Regions from separate parts of the Oryctolagus cuniculus genome. Here region 2 is linked to region 1. Evidence: chromatin contacts called from public Micro-C data. All regions are on one chromosome and are shown on one strand. Each heading gives the region's core, a stretch centred on a gene start, on an enhancer-like site or on the middle of the called end of the contact. The rest is flanking DNA. Distances are from core to core; before and after follow the strand shown.

Region 1 (5,608 bases), core at 2,112-4,611:
CTTAACATTTTACCCTTTTACTGTTGCCTTTGTTCATAACATAGAAATTTTAAAAGTTCACATAATCACATTTACCAATTGTTCCTTCAAGCCTGTGGATTTTGCAGTATGCCTGCCTTACTGAAAGCGTACAAATAGGGTCATGTATTTTCTTCCAATGCTTTTATAATTACACTTTTTGCCTTTAATCTATAAGTTTATTTTGGGGCATGGGGTGAGACAGAGTGGAACCATTTTTCCACATTAAATCGTGGATATCTTGAGCCCTGGAGGACACAAATTATAGCTTAGCGGTCTGGAGGGGCCTGTGGGCTGGGTTTCCTGGGCTGGAGTCCACGTGCTGGGCGGTGAGTGGCCCTGAGCCTCAGTCTCCTCTTCTCCAAGAATAGAAAGCCAACGCTTCATAGCCCAGTGAGTGCAGTTCCAGCCCCGGGTCCTCCACACCCTGACCCTGTGCCCAGGCAGTGCCCTGGGATCTAAATCCTTGGCTGTTCTGGACAGAGAAGGGTGGAGGTAGTGCCAGGAGGTGAAGAAAACTGGTTTCCCAGAGCCTACAGATAACAGAGGCAGAGTCTCCCAGTGTGGTGGTCTCCACCAGCCCAGAGGCCTGGAGAGCTACAGACAGGTGCCATATACATCTGTTACAGACAGGGCTTTTTTTTTTTTTTTTTTAAAGATTTTATTGGCTGGCGCTGCGGCTCACTAGGCTAATCCTCCGCCTGTGGTGCCGGCACACAGGGTTCTAGTCCCGGTTGGGGCGCTGGTTCTGTCCCAGTTGCTCCTCTTCCGATCTAGCTCTCTGCTGTGGCCCAGGAGGGCAGTGGAGGATGGCCCAAGTGCTTGGGCCCTGCACCTGCATGGGAGACCAGGAAAAGCACCTGGCTCCTGGCTTCAGATCGGCGCAGCGCCGGCTGTGTCGGCCACTAGGGGAGTGAACCAGCAGAGGGAAGACCTTTCTCTCTGTCTCTCTGTCTCTCTCTCTCTCTCACTGTCTAACTCTGCCTGTCAAAAAAAAAAAATTTTTTTTATTTATTTATTTGAGAGGTAGAGCTACAGAGAGAGGGAGAGACAGAGAGAAAAGTCTTTCTTCCTTTGGTTCACTCCCCAAATGGCCGCAATGGCAGGAACTGCACTGGTCCAAAGCCAGGATTCAGGTGCTTCTTCCTCATCTCCCATGCAGATGCAGGGCCCCAAGGACTTGGGCCATCTTCTACTGCTTTCCCAGGCCACAGCAGAGAGCTGGATTGGAAGAAGAGCAGCCGGGACTAGAACTGGCACCCATAAGGGATGCCAGTGTCTCAGGTGGAAGATTAACCTATTGAGCCACAGCACCGGCCCCACAGACAGGGCTTTAGTTCATGCACTGGGAAGTGTGGGCAACAGAACCCACTTCCCTCAGGCCATGGCAGGTGCTGAAAATTCAACTCACCTTCCCTAGAGGCAGGCAAGAACCCCTCGGGCTGAGCTCCAAGACCATAAGTACAAGGTGGCCACTCTCCCTGGCTCTGGCTCTGGCTCTGTGGTCCTTTCTTCTCCTTATTCAGTCCCTTGCCCAGGTCCATGGGGGCTATTTCAATGAGATCTCTGCTCAGCCCAAACTCAATGCTACATAGGGCCTTCAGGGACCATCCTGGGAGCTGCCCTCTGCTGTTCCTTCTGCCCTGGTCTTCCAGTTGTCCCCAGTGGATAATCAGGAGCAGCCTTGGGCCTTAGGCTGAGCAGCTGGTATGAAATTAGCTGTCTGGGGGCCGGTGCTGTGGCATAGTGGGTAAAGCCACTGCCTACAGTGTCAGCATCCCATATGGACACCGGTTTAAGACCCGGCTGCTCCACTTCCGATCCAGCTCTCTGCTGTGGCCTAGGAAAGCAGTGGAAGATGGCCCAAGCTCTTGGGCCCCTGCACCCATGTGGGAGTCCAGGAAGAAACTCCTGGCTCCTGGTTTTGGATCAGCGCAGCTCTAGCCATTGAGGCTAATTGGGGAGTGAACCAGCAGATGTAAGACCTCTCTCTCTCTCTCTCTCTGCCTCTCCTTCTCTCTGTGTGTAACTCCGACTTTCAAATAAATAAATAAATAAATCTTTAAACAAATAAATATAATTGGCTGTTAACTGTTCAAGTCCCAGCTGCTCCACTTCTGATCCAGCTCCCTGCTAATGTGCCTTGGACAGAGCAGAAGACGGCCCAATTCCTTGGGCCCCTGCACCCCCATAGGAGACCCAGATGGAATTCATGGTTCTTGGCTTATGCCTGGCCCATCCCCAGTCATTGTGGCCATTTGAGGAATGAGCCAGCAGGTGGACGGTTTCTCTCTCTTTCTCCCCCCCCCGCCCCGCAACTGTGCTTTTCAAATAAATAAAATAAATCTTTAAAAAAAGAGCTTGTGAATACTCAGCATGTGATTACATGCTATAGGTAGCACCTAAAGTTAAAAAAAAAAAATGCTGCAAAAATTTGAGTCCCACATGTGAGAAGCTGAGAAGTGAGAAATTTTGGTCCTGTCCTGAGTGGGTGCCACACGCAGCAAGTTGGGGGTGAGTCCTGATGTGCAGAAGGCTGCCTGCACCCTGAGCTTGTCCCTGTCTGTGAGCAGGGCATGTTTGTCCTTGAGACACTGTCCTCTTAGGGTCATCTCCTGGGCCCTGTGACAGGCGACCCCTGGCCCTCTGCCAACCCCGCCACGATGGAGTGCAACAGGTCAATGCCCTTGGACCCTAGCAGCAGCCCCGGGAGTCTGGATGGAGCTCTCTGCGGGCTTCTGCATGGGACGTTAAGGGACAGTGTACTTCTCAAAATGGGCGTGCTGGTCCTATGCACGCAGATAACTGCTGCATTTCCTCTTTTTCAAAAGGAGGGGCATCTGCGTCTGACTCAGAGGCCCCGCTTTATTAATTTTTGTAAGACTTCCGCAGTGAGGCGGGTTTCCCTGCTCCAACGCGCACTTAGCATTGCTGAGCCGAGCAGGGTTGCAACACTTTCCTGTAAGATGGACTCAAGCAGAAGTGGATGTCTTCCTGGTAAAAGAAATACATAAATCAGTTAAAAATAGTTCTCAGAGCGGATGTGATGATCCGTGGCTGTCACAGGAAACATACGGGTTGGGCGCACCCTCAGTTACAGGAAAGTGGAGCCAGGCCGTGGTCCTCAGCCCCTCCTGGCAGCTTGGGCAAGGCCAGCTCCTCCAGGCTTCACCCCACACCCTGCCTGGCTGAGGCTGCCCAGGAAGAACAAGTACATCTGAGCTGCTTTGCCTCGGGTGCCTCCCTAGCTGCTGGGGCTCGTTTCCTGAACCCAGGCTTCCTTCCCAGCCAGAGGAGCTGGCTTAAAGCAGAGCTGGGGACGCCTCAGCTTGGTGTACCGGTCAGCACCACTCAGCAATGCTTTCTGTGGGGAACCTGCAAAGCCAGTGTCTGCCTTCACCCCGGTAGGGAGGTTGTGGGCATCGCCTGGAGCGCTTGGTTACAACACTGCCTGTTTCATTTGTGTGGTCAGATAGGCGTTAAAACAGAAATCTCACACCCATTCTACGTGACGCACCCCTGCCCCCGGCCAGGGAGTTGTCATAGTCGACTGGCTCTGGAACTGCCAGGGGTCGTGGTGGGTGCTCAGGGTGACCCAGAGTGAGGGGTCCTGTGCTGTCCTCAAGTCTCACAGAAGGTGTCCTGTGCCAGTCATGAGGGGAGTGACCAGTGCCTCAGGGACTTTGGGGTCCGGGTCTGGTGGGCATGAGGCCCTGTGATGGTTTCCGCCAACCCTTGGTGCTACCTGAGCTGGAGCTTCTACTTATAGGTGGAGGTGCAGTGGGGTGGGGGGCAGGGGAGAGCCCAGGGAGGGTCAAGGCAGTTCAGGACCAGCAAGCTCGCGGCAGAACCAGGAGGCAAAGTCAGTGTTGAACTCACCACTGAGAAAAATTCAGTTCAGAATCCACCGCAGTGGAGAACTCAGCACCATTGAGCACCACCCCCCACCCCGGTCTGAGGTCTGCAGAGGGGTGGAGGCAGGCGGCACTGGGCCCCTCCCTGGGGAGTTGACACTGGGCTGCTCCCCACCCAACGCCCAGGTTGGCTGGGGTGCTTGGGGTCAGCAGGAGGAACCTGGGCTGGATGGGGCTTTGGGGAACACACCCTTCCCAGGAGCCCCCAGTGAAGACCCAAGGGCAGCAGCAACCTCATTCCACGTGTACACAGCACATGCACACACAGGAGTATGTGCCCCCACACAGCGAGGCCACAGCAACATTCCCAAGTACACAGTCATGTCAACATGCACATTTGACCGTATGCAAAACGTGTATGCATGCTAACATCCACACACACGGCTTGAGGCCGTCACTGCCTCAAAATCCCTCTCACTGGCCAGGGGACCCAGCAGATGCACATTGGCTGCAGTTCTCAGAACCCAGTCTGAGACAGGCCCTGGACTTGTGAGTGCAGTGGAGAGTGGGAGGAGCTGGCTGAGCCTCACCCAGCCCTTCCTTTCCTCCCTTGCTCTGTGGCCCCACTCACCCCTCCTGCACCCTGCGGGGAGGATCATGGAAGCCCTGATTCACAGCCAGCTGGTAGAAGAACAAGTGGCACCACTGGCATCTGAAGTGGGGGCAGTCTCATGGCACTGAACCCTTAACTGCAGGGTCTCTGGCTATTCCGGGGGGTCAGGGTCAGGATTAAATTGCATCACCAGACACCTCGTTGGTGTCCAGAGAGATGCGGGATCCATTGCTGGTGTGTCAACAGTGTCGTATGAGGAGTAGAAGATTGCCTCCCCAGCACCAGGGCCCGGGCACAGCCTCCATGGCTGGGGCCCTCCCAGACTGCCCTGACCCAGACCTCAAGTGATCTGCAGCCCTGCAGGAGCTTTGCCACCCAATTATTCCAATTCCAGGTGCCTGTTCTGGATGGAGGTGAGGGTGGGGTGGAAAAAGCACAGGGCTTGAGGGCGGGGCACTCTCCCAGCCAGCTGGGTGAGTGCTAAGCCTTTGTCACCATTTCTGTCTACTCCAATCCCTCTGCTGGCTGTGTCTCCAGCAGTCTGAGACCTGTTCCTGGCCCAGGTATTTGTGAGGTCCTGGGCATTGGTCTGACAACACCCATTTTACAGAGGAAGAAACCAGCACATAGGTTGAGGAATTTGCCAAAGGTTGCAGCCTTGCAGATGTGGGAGCTACTCACTGCCTTGCTGTCCAGTAAGCGCAGCCCCTGCCCCTGCCCATGCCCCTGGACTCCTGGACTCCTGGCCAGGGACTGTGAGATTGGCTCCTGCCTGCTCAGAGAGGCCTGAATATCATATTAGGTGAGGTGCATGGGCAGGGATTCCCACCCCTGTGCCTCGAGAGGGTGTGACCCCACCAAGAGGCAGTTTTCCTCTGAGCAGGCTGCATGCCTCCTGCCCTTCCTGGAGGCAGGAGGCCCTATCCTGGACTAACCCAGACACCCTCTTGTCTGCCTGTCTGCTCGAGTGTTTCCAGGAACAGGGGCTCCAGAACAGTGCAGGAGCCCCACCCCACCCTGGAAGAATGCAAGTGACCCCTCTCCCCCCATGCTGCACTCACTCTTTCTACCACCTTCTCTGTGGTGCAGGCAGCAGCCCCTGGAGCTGCAGAGGGGACTCTGG
Region 2 (5,608 bases), core at 2,082-4,581, 150 kb before region 1:
GACTCGCTGCTTCCTGTTCCTGAGAGACACAGCAGAGACAGGCTCAAGTGCTGCGTGACAGCCCCTGGAGGGTACCTCAGCCCCTCCACCAGGAGGTGGGAGACTCTGCTGTTTCACACCCAGCTCCACGCAACAGTGGGCCATCCTGAGTGGCTCCCTGGCCTTCTGAGGAGTGGAATCATCTTGTCCACCTTGGGGTGCTGATGTGGGGAGACTGCATTATTACTTATTAGTTCATGCAGAGTACTTGTACGTGTGGAGGACACACTTAGCAAGTATTGGCCAAGATCCCAGTTCAAGTGTGGTTCTGGGTGTGTCTACCCCTGGGCCAGCAGGAACTTCTCTGTAAAGCTGCAGTGCTGACACTCCAGCTCTGCGGGTTGGAGGGTGTGTGTCGCAGCTCCCTAGCTCTGTGGGCGCAGCTGCTCCAACAGCAGGGCAGGTTTGGCCTTGAGCCTCAGCGTGTCAAGCCCGTTTAACTGGTATGGAATGGAGCTCTGGTTTCAGATGACGTCAACGCTGCTTCCTTGATGGCTTAAGTCTGGAACAGGCTCAGTTTTCCCTCTGTTCCTTCCCCAGTAGATGGTCTACAATTAAATGAGTAACAGAAAACGGCAGGTAGCACCCAACAAAATCAGAATTTTTGGAGCTCAAATGAAATAGATCCAAGAGGCACAGGTCCCTCATTATTATTTTTTTCTTTTCATTATTGTATGTTTGGGTAAATTATATCCAAATGACTCATCAAACAGGTTCAAGGCTCTCAGTGCTCTCAGCCAAATCCAGGCCCCCCTCCCCCAGCAGAGGGCGCTCCAGGCCACGAATGACAGGTGCATCTCACACACATGTGAGTGCAGTGCCCAGATAGGTGTGAAATACAGAGCACCTCAGCCAGTAACTCCTGAGAAGCCCCCTTTTCATAGAGGGGCCGGGGTACCTTCCACAGAACCCCAAGATGTGGGGCAGCCACTGTGCTTCCTCTGCTTGGCCCCCACATGTGGCTGGGCTACCTCCTGCTTACTGCTGAGCTCCTGGGCACCCTTCCACTCTGACACATGGCATACCCATGGTGGCTGGCTCTGTCCCATCTGGAATCCCCAGTGCCTCTGCTGACCAATCCAACCCTGAGGGCCCATGGGCAGGGCACCCCCAGCCTCCCCTCTACCGCGTTCCTTTGAACACGGTTTCTCTGAGGTGGTTTTCACACTCTTTAGCTAGCCTTACTTGCCTGGCAGTACTTCACTCTGGGGAGGGGACTCCACTGTTTCCTTTGAATATGAACTTTTGGACCAAAAATATGTTTTTAGAAGAAACCTCTTTATTAGAAGAGGTACAAGCATGAAAGAGAGAACATTTTACAAAATGGCTCAAATGCCCTTCCATAGTGACTTTAGGTCCTGCGTCTCCTCGGCAGGACAGGACCTGCTGGGGTCAAACCCCACACAGGAAGTGGGAGGAGCAAGAAGCACGCAAGGTGAGCATGGAGCTGCAGTCAGAAGGCCTCCAGGAGGACCTCTGCTTCTACTTTCTCATGATTCCTTCTCAGCTCCTGATTACTTTTTAGAGATTTTTTAATTTATTTGAAAGGCAGAGAGAGAGAGAGAGAGAGAGAGAGAGAGAGATGTCTTCCATCCACTGGTCCACTCCCCAAATGCCCCCAGCAGCCAGAACTAAGCCAGGCCATAGCTAGGAAGCCCAGAACTCCATCCAGGTCTCCCCAAGAGGTGGCAGGGGTCCAAGCACTTCAGCCATTATCCACTGCTTTCCCAGGCAGTAACAGGAAGCTGAATCAAAAGCAGAGGAGCTGGGATTCCAACCAGGCTCCCCGACAGGGATGTGGGCGTCTGCTGCACACAGCGCCAGCACCTCCTGGTCTGTGTCTCTTCTTTCACCATCAGGCTGCCACTCCCTTTCTGATCTGTTAGCAACTGAACAATGAGATACGCCGTTTCCTAAAACTCTGTCACCGAGGGAGCTCACAGGCATGGCCAGGCGGCCCTGCTGCTACCAAGGGTCCTGGAAGCTTGCTTCCGGTTTCTTGTAAAAGTGTGCTTTACAAGAATTAATTCTATGGAGCTAATAAAAGTTGAGAATCTATTCAAATGCCTTGGACAGTGTACAAAATAAGACAAACAAGTTTCAAAGCTCAAGGCCAAAAGCATCCTGAATAGTCTAGCCTTAGCTCTCCCAAGGAGCTCAGGGCGCCATCCAAGAGGAACAAATCATGTAATTGCTCTTGGTGCTTAAAAAAAAAGCACATAAGGATGACAGACTTGAACTCAGCGTTTCACTGTTTACTTAGAAAAAGTAGGCCTGGAGTTAAAGCAGGGGTGGGGAACCTTTTCCCTGCCAAGGGTCACTTGGATATTTATAGCATTATTCATGGGCCACACAAAACTGTCAACTTAAAAATTAGCCTGCCACAGATTTACTGAATTTCATGGCCCATCTGAGGTTGCCTTAGCAAGGCCAGACCAAATGATTCTGTGTCCACAGGCTGGACGTCCCCCACCCTTAATAAGTACTTAATGAAATGCACAGCCCTCATCAGACACTTGTTACCACAAAGTGGTGTGCATGCTTCCTGCACAACTCATGTTCAGATTCCTGTGGCTCATTACCCTCATCCCTAAAGCCCAATTTATTGGATGACTGTCTTACACAGATAACCAACTTCCCGGTGTTCTGACATTTTAACACCCACATAGCAACAAGAATAAACTCTGATGTGAAACCCGAAACTTACGGCTCCTGGATTTAGTAAAGACACAGACATCAACAAAATGTTTCCTCTTGTCACAGATATGCTCTTCTAACACACTGCAAGTTGCAAGTTTACACTGATCCCCTGGAAGCCCTACAGGTAATTCACTTTGAAATATGTTTAAATTTCCCGAATGCTAATTTGTTAGAGTTAGGTTAAAAAAACCAGACCATTGAGTTATGAAAGGCAAACTTTTAAGAAAGCAACACTGAAATGGCTAAATATGAAACACTTTAATCTTTTCAGATGAACCAGTCTCACCATTTAATAGAACAAAGACCGACAAGCTTTTCAAAGCAGCAGGTTATGCCTAGTAAGACTCCTGCCTGCATCTGCTGGTTCCTGGGAGACAGGGACAGGCATGGGGGCAGGAGGCCTCGGCTCCTCCAGCTTCTGCACTCTCAGGGAGAACCACGGTAACCAAGGGCCTGCGCCAAGTGACCCACTCTCTGTCTTCTCAACTGGCACAGAAATCACCTTTATTTAGTTCTGCTAAACCTCCAGTGAACGGGTCACAGAACAGTCACCCTGTAAAGGACTGGGTGTTCTTGTTAAACTCTCCATCTACAAAGAATAAAACAGCCCCCGAGAGCTAACTAGGGTGGGATGCGGGGAGGCCCCGACTCCTGACCTCACTGTGTGGTGTCCAGGGCTCTTTCTGATGGCCGTACCCCTCCCACGTGTTCCTGGCCTTCCTTCTGGTCCTAAATTGGACCCAAGGGGGAAACCATAGAAGATACTCTAGCTCACAGCAAGTGTCTGCATGGTGCCTGCTGGAAGTGGACACTGAACCCGGAGGGTGACAGCCCCACAAAACAGAGTCTGCTTCTACCCTGCCTGGAACCCAGCAGCGCTGGGAAAGGAGCCCGGGTCACAGCAGGCAGGTCAGGACGTGGGGGAGGTGGGCAGGGGCAGGGGCTAGGCCTGGGCTGACTAAGGCACTGACTCTCCCCGGCTGGAACAGCTGCTGAAGTGCAGAGGTGACCACTGCTGTGGAAAAACTGAAAGTGAGCCAACATCAACGCTGACTCATTGAAAAAAGGGAGGCAAACAAACATTTCGCTACTTATTTTCTGCTAGAACTGACGGTGTGGGACACCTGCCAACAGGAGACTGCAGGACAAGAGGGAAGGAGCTCCCCAGCGGGCGGTGTAGTCTTACAAGGACAAGAGGCCTCCCCCCTTGATGACCACAGTGTGACATCACATCACACTGAGCATCAGGCCCCCAGGACGCTGGGTCTCACGCTGACTGCAACACCTAAGGCCTGGGTGTCCCGTGTAGCCAAGGGAAGCGTGTGTTCTCTTGCACATCTGTGTATTGTGAATGTTTCAATAAAAAGCTTTGTTTTCTTGCAGAAATCTTATGTGTGTGGAGTCAGCCATCTCCTGAGGTTTCCTGGGGGCACCTGGGACTCTCAAAGCTCTGGCTGTGACTGTTTCTAGTCACCGCCCCTCCTAAAACAGGCAGAAAACCAGACAGAGCTCAGCCACTTGCTGTGAAAATCCACCTCTGGTCAACAAGGGACCACAGCCGACAGGGAGCCCACGAGTTCGGGTTCCGCCCAGTGATGTCCCTGCTGCCTCACACACACGGTGACGCTCACCAACTGGTGCTGTCCAAGCTGCACTTCTCAGGACACGTCCCTGTCCTTACGCAAGGCAGGGCCACGCACAAGGAGTGTGGACTCCAGGTCAGATCTCGACCCTGAGGGGAAGCCGCCTCGCTCCCTAGGGCGTGTCCAGCCTTGGGGCTGCATCAGCAGGAAGGAGGAAGCCAAGAAGTCTAAATGTGCCAGTTTCCTCTCCTAGGCACCCACTTCCTAGAACTATACTAACTGAAGCAGAGAATCACTGGTACTTACTGCTGCTTTTGCCTTTCTGTTTCCACCACGAGCTGTTAGGTGCCCCAAATTTCCACCCTTCCTACACTGACTGAGTTTCTGCGTTTCTCAGCTCCCTTCCATCAGTTGGGAGGAGTCACTTGACTTGGACCCGCCCTCTTGCTGCAAGGAAAGCTGTCTGTTGTTTTCCCTGCTCACTAATTGTTCCTGTAAGTTTTCAGAAGCAAGCATGCACTTTGCAGCTCAAGCACTCAGTCCTCCCTCTCCCTGGAGCTCTGTCCAGGTCCTGCCTGGGCGGGGGAGGGGGAGAGAGGAGTCCCCTGCCTGTCTCCAGGCTGGGCACCTGCTGGCTCCATCTCGTAGTCTTCCTTAACTTGCTTCCCAGTATTTTGCAGATTCCTCCAGAAATTTCTGAGAAAGATTTTGTAGGAAACACGTTTGGATCCTTATATGAACGGGTCCTTGTATTTCCCCATAGGATCAACACTTTGGCTATCATCTCACACTCACTCACATCCTGAGGTCCTGGAAACAGTGCCCCCAGGTGCCCTGGACTCTGCACTACTGCTGTTGCTGCTGAGAAATCCAGGCCACCGGGTCCTGCTGTGTGTGCCTCTCCACGTGGACCTGAGGCCGGCTGCTACCCGGCTTCTGAGACTGCCTTCTCTGGGCTGGGCCCTGGTGCGCTCTGCTCACGCACACCCTTTGGTCTAGGGAACTCCTCTGTACTGTTCTTGGCTAATTCAGTTCTCTTTTTACAAACCTTCACTGTGCTACACTGTGTTGCATCAGATCAGCAAGCGCCCTGTTCTCAGAGTGGACCCACTGAGAGCTGGCAGATGAGGCGGCGCCCGTGCCCCTAGACACCCGCTGATGCAGAAGAGCTCCATGGATGAACAGCTCATGAATCAAGGAGGAAGCCTCAACGGATGTCCAGAGTGTACTGACCTGCATGAGAACGCAGGCACTTTTAAGACCATAACACAGCTAAAGCAGCATGT

The links. Hi-C and Micro-C count contacts between places; a contact is called where the count stands out from the background.
Region 2: a contact with region 1 is called in a Micro-C map of ear pinna, with 2.1 times the contacts expected there. The contact joins two enhancer-like sites. A contact is called at or near these places in 2 of 6 Hi-C or Micro-C datasets (ear pinna and an unstated tissue).

The regions. Positions count from the first base shown.
Region 1 is chr17:20,389-25,996 of mOryCun1.1, reverse strand. No RefSeq gene overlaps it. Among named protein-coding and RNA genes, the nearest start is that of METRNL, 76 kb to the left of the region's middle. Within about 2 kb of position 3,361, at least 3 of the 8 cell types and tissues checked have an H3K27ac peak or open chromatin away from gene starts, as enhancers often do. A contact at or near this core is called in ear pinna, where this site is marked.
Region 2 is chr17:175,239-180,846 of mOryCun1.1, reverse strand. All of the region lies in intron 7 of B3GNTL1 (UDP-GlcNAc:betaGal beta-1,3-N-acetylglucosaminyltransferase like 1), which reads right to left. Among named protein-coding and RNA genes, the nearest start is that of B3GNTL1, 53 kb to the right of the region's middle. Within about 2 kb of position 3,331, at least 3 of the 8 cell types and tissues checked have an H3K27ac peak or open chromatin away from gene starts, as enhancers often do. A contact at or near this core is called in ear pinna, where this site is marked.